Regions from separate parts of the Gadus morhua genome. Here region 1 is linked to region 2. A link is a contact called in public Hi-C data. All regions are on one chromosome and are shown on one strand. The core of a region is the stretch at or near the end of the contact, and the rest is flanking DNA. Distances in the headings are between cores, read along the strand shown. Region 1 holds the start of snx3 (sorting nexin 3). Region 2 holds the start of tcp1 (t-complex 1).

Evidence for each region. Hi-C and Micro-C count contacts between places; a contact is called where the count stands out from the background.
Region 1: a Hi-C map of heart shows a contact between it and region 2, with 2.3 times the contacts expected there. The contact joins the promoter of snx3 here to the promoter of tcp1 in region 2. A contact is called at or near these places in 2 of 6 Hi-C or Micro-C datasets (gill and heart).

The regions. Positions count from the first base shown.
Region 1 is chr21:19,430,046-19,432,745 of gadMor3.0, forward strand. It overlaps snx3 (sorting nexin 3), which reads right to left and starts at 1,254. Exons shown (of 4, transcript XM_030344542.1): 1 at 1,007-1,254. The coding sequence starts at 1,168. afg1lb (AFG1 like ATPase b) reads left to right here and starts at 127. Exons shown (of 13, transcript XM_030344536.1): 1 at 127-512; 2 at 2,094-2,407. The coding sequence starts at 2,378.
Region 2 is chr21:19,278,682-19,281,381 of gadMor3.0, forward strand. It overlaps tcp1 (t-complex 1), which reads right to left and starts at 1,400. Exons shown (of 12, transcript XM_030344622.1): 1 at 1,248-1,400; 2 at 672-757; 3 at 91-219. The coding sequence starts at 1,320.

The DNA of each region.
Region 1 (2,700 bases), core at 4-2,503, 150 kb after region 2:
TTTCACTGGATCCTGTGCTAATGTGCCAAGGTTGCAGAAGGAGAGCCTGTATTTTAAGGAAGGGGTGGTACGACGGGGACCGGGAAGGAGGGAGGGAGGGGGGTCTGCATCCTGTCTACAGTTCCTGAGAAGTTGATGACTGTGGTTTGGTCCTCTTTTGCTGACTTCTGCCTTTTGAGAGTACTTTTTCATTTTTTTATTCCGTTGGATTTCTCAGTTCATATGGATAATCAAGTCTGGAATATGACATTTAAACAAGGCTCAACAAACAAATCAAACAAAAAACTGGCTATCATTAGGTCGACAGTATTCACACCATTGTCAAGTTAAAAAAGGCTGAGGAGGTTAACAAACAAGGTTCGTCACCTGGGTGTGGCAAGTACTTATCGCTCTTAAGAGCGAAAGAAGAGATTGACTTCTTGAAGTCATTATTGTTATTATTATTTGGCCAACAACAACAGTATCTAGTGGATCATTTGAAGAAGTCCAAACTGAACACCGAGGGGTTTAAGGTGACATTAATTTTGTTTTTTTAGGTCTAAGATTTCAAGAAAAAACAGCTCTACTCTTAGTGTAAACAACCTGCCCCAGCAGAGGTGCATGCTGCTTGGCGGTTGACAGAAGTCTCTACTACCGTAGTCTCAGACAGCATGTTCTAAAGTGGTGATTTCCTAATGACAAAGAGCTAATGAGACTCTGAGAGATGTAGATACCACATTCATCGCCAACGTAATGACAGCTAAACAAGGTTAATGTTAGTGATGTCTGTGGCTACGTAGCCAATAGATTAGCATTAGCTCCATAACATCCTGCATGGTACGTTCCTGTATGTTTATATGGTCGGTATTATTATAAACAGCTGATCGCGACACATATTACAACAGCGATGTTGTGGATATCGCTTTGACGAGACTGTCAGTATTTTTTAAGCCATTTCTGTCACCTTAAAATAAACAATCGGAGGAAAAACGTTAGCATGCTAAAATGTAGCTGTCAAGTTGCTCACCTTCAGCCTGATCTCATAGGTGGTGAACCTGCCCCTGCCCACCCCCATCGTCTCAGGGTTGCTCACGTCAATCTCTAGAAAGTTACTCGGAGGTCCATACGCGTCGTTGAGGTTCTGAGGCTTGGTGAATAGCCTTCGTGTGTCAGCTATGGTGTCAGCCATTTCTCCCCCTCAGCGTTCAGCAGGACGGCCACTGACACTCCAGCGCGCGGCGGCAGCACTTCCGGTCAGCTGACACTCCGCTGACGCCGCGTGACTCCTCAATGGTTGATTTCACCGCTTTTCGTTATGTTCGCTCGAGCCTCGTTTCTGCCAGATACAGCCTCAGAGTCAGCAGGGCGTTCATGCCGAATACTAAATACCGTTAAATGCTCCCATGTCCAAACGATGTGGCATGTCATTATTTGTATTTTACAATTCATAGTAGTCTTTAAAGATAATACCTATTGCTGTTAAATATTATAATATACTATATTTAACTTGATACAGCCTTGGCATGGCGTCCATGGCAAATACTAAGACCGCATTTTACAATTAATAAATAGCCTATCTTTAAAGATAATACACGTTGCTGTGTTGCGTTTACGGTGCCTATATTGCATATTTTTGCTAAGCGGACTAAAACTGGCAAATTACACTTTGTATGTCGCATGGGCATCATAGACTATATTAGTTTTGATTGTGTTACAATTAAAGCGCATCTAAAACTTTTAATGAATACATTAAGAGTGTAACAACGTTTCTGTATATAATCAATATATTGATAAAGTTGGAACAGCTTGAATCAAGATGGCGCACTACAGTTCTCTTTTAGCGTGTTCGTATAGAACTACTATAAATGTACTCAGACACTCGGTTTTTGATCGAATTATTAACTATCATTGCATTAAGACTATTCAAGGTCATTATTCTTTTAATTCATTTGACATAATTCACGAGGCATTGTATGCTTGTTGTGTTTCATGTGTCCTTGATAATAATCTTCATACGCCTTTTTCGGACGTAACGTTATCAATGTCAGATATTGTATGGATTCATATGGCAGTTGATCCTTAATTAATAAGTATACCGTTATATTATGTTTTAGGTTGCATCCTTGATACCGGAGGCACTTCATTACAATCATCCTACTCCACCAGATCTACAACTCCGGATATACATGGCTTAAGTAAAACTGTTGCACAATATGACGACCTGACTCAACGTGGTACCCTGAGGGAGGATGGTCATCAAAGAGATGTTCTCCAACATCTGGCTCAACTGCAAGAAACCATCAAGAGCTACAGCAATGAAATATACTTGGATGTACCAACACCAAATGAAAACAATTCCACTCAATGTGAAGAAAAAGATCATGCCACCCCTGGAAAAATGAATGAAGATCCTATTTCCCTCAAAACGGTAAATGTATTGAATTTGAGAATACACTCGATTTAATAAACTTTTTAGCTCGGGCATGATCCATATTTATTTGAGATTTACATTTTTAAAACTTTTAAAAGAACAGTTAATGCTTGTTGAATGCATGTCTTTCCTTGCAACAAGTTTCTACCGAGCCATTTGTTTCCCTTGCACTTCATGGAACTGTGTGGTTGGTCTGTGAATTGACTGCGAGGAGAACCTGTAATGAATAGGTTAAATTCAACAAATGTTCTTGTACTACAAATATGGTGGTGGTCACATAACACGATGTT
Region 2 (2,700 bases), core at 150-2,649:
TGATACCTCTGAACAACAGCTCAACACGCTCAACTCTACATTCAGACCGCCGAGTTCTTTATTTTGCGCCAGGCTGATGTCATTACTCACCACAGAGGTGGTCCCATCCCCGACCTCCTTATCCTGCAGCTCAGCCAGCTCACACAGGACCTTGGCTGCCGGGTGCTCCACTTCCAGGAGCTTCAGGATTGTGGCCCCGTCGTTGGTGATGGTCACATCCTGTCATTACAACCATAATCAGAACTAGAAAATACATTTCCTGCAGAAAATGCGGTGAGTGCTGTAGTACAAAGTGAGGTTGAAAATATTTTTGCATAAAGCCACATAGATTAAGACATAAAGAAATGTTAATTGGCTTAAGTGAAGGGATTGGAACAAAAGTCTAAATGGAGTAAACAATGTAAACATGCACACCATTTAAGAAAAAGTAAATGTTTGGAAACAAATTAATATTTAAAAATTTGAATGGAGTCTCTAGGTGAAAAATTGAGGAAGGAGATAGGTCCCAAAGTTTGTAGAGAATAAAGAAAGAAAGAATAAAACGTATGAAGAACAATAGTTGAGCGTTGCATGCAGAACTCACCTAATTACACAAGAGTACAATTCTTCCACATGTTTTAGTTTTGTTTTGTTCAGAGATTAGCGATCAACATGAACAAAGTTAGACCTACCCCAATGTCGTCCACCAACATCTTGTCGAGCCCCACCGGTCCCAGGGAGCTCTTGACGATGTTGGCGATGGCGGATGCAGCCATGACTGGAAGGGCAATTGAATGGTTTAGCATTAACACCCTTTTCCATACCAAGAAGCTTTTTAAGTTAACACTAGTGAAATAATAAAAGTGGTGTTACTGCGCCACTAAATTTTAAACAGAATCCTATTCAAACGAGCCACACCTTCATAGCATGACAGTAAATTATATTGGCATAGCCGATTGGCAACAGTCGTCACAATGAATGAACGGAATTAAACCGGGACGGCAGTGTTTACAAACGAAACTAACGTGTATGAGAATTAAGGAAATGGAAAAGTACGGGTACATCGCAGATGTACGTGCTACGGAATATGTGCTGGCTCATCGCAGCAGGTCCGAGGGGGGAGCCGCCTAGCATTAGCTATCATAATCCAGGCTAGCATGATCCGCACATGCTGCACGGGACCCCCGTTCAGTTGGTGGCCTCGAGCCGCCCGTCGCCGCGAAACACGGAACCACCTTAAGCACGAAGTTAATACGAAGATATCTTACCATTTTGAGTGCGAACAGACTCGCCAGTCGTTCTCTGGCCGAGCACGTTTAACGGACCATCTAATAGCGACATTTTGACTAACACGCCGCTGAGAAGAAAGGAAGTGTGGTGTTGCACTGTGGGTAAACCCCGGATTGACGCAGTGGCTTTTGGGAAACGCGGCATTAACAAGAATGTTCCAGAAACAAACCAACGGTTTATTTAAACCGACGTGATCAATTTGATTTGAACCTGTCTAAAACACATAATGAGAATTATCAAAGATAATGTATCTTCTTATCACACGCGAATCAAACTCTTAACATGCACTGAAATAAAAACTCAATTTCCCAGCATGCCATAGGCCTTATTTGGGGGTCAAGCAGGGAAGACATCACTAATTTTCGTTTCCAGATTTATATTTTAAAAATGTCTATTTGAATAGCTTTTATGCATGATTACATGCAATTGACAGACATTGTTGATCTTGGCAGGTATCAGTTCATTATGTTATGTTATGTTTATGAATGGCTGTGGCATGGCCACCCTACTCACTGTACCTTGCACATGTTTAAAATAAAGACATGAATATATGAACCTGTGTATTATTTGAATATCTTGGTATTGAATGCAAAATAACAAGGTAAATTTATACATGGCACTATAGGACCATTTTAATATAAAACACAATTTTATAAATTATATAAGTAGGGGGTCACCGCTCCATCTCTCCATCAGTTTGGAGGTCCTTGGCCTGGAAAACGTTGAAGACCCCTGCTCTAGTTCATTCCACCAGCAGTCGTTATTACTAATTACTGAGACGGTCATCATGTAGCCACCTAGCCGATTGCGTCTGTCCAGCAAAATTAGTTTATGGAGTCCTATTCTGCTTGACCCCCACAATGCTGCTCGCAGCTATATTTTTGTATGGCTGTTGCTGTGATTTCTCATGAAAAAAATTAAATGACAGTTTAATCAAATTAGGTTTCTATGGATATGTGTGTTATTCATATATTTCTTGGGTTAATATTTAGTGTAGATCATATATGTACGTAACGTACGGATGTGCATAGAAGAAAAAAAAGAAATTAAAAAAAGAAATTGGGAAAAAAAAGAGAAACTTTTTATTGCAGCGAAGGAAAAAACGGCAGGGTTAAAAAATTCCCTGCAGGGGCATTTATATATATCCATTCACTTGCATGGGCCCTTCACAACTTCCAGCGGTGAACTATAGTTGATAAATTCACCATTGCTAAGTTTAAGTTGACCGCTGTCAAGGAATGTGGATTTTTTTGCCGTTTTTTGTATCACTCAGCACTATTCACTCAACACTATTTCTCTGCTGATCAACACGAACATTGGAAACAATTAAATTGTAAAATGACCCACTGTGTGAAGTTATTTTTTCGTTTTGGCCAGTAGCCGTGTAATAAGCGGGATAATGTATAGAACGTCACCGGTCATCATCAAAAA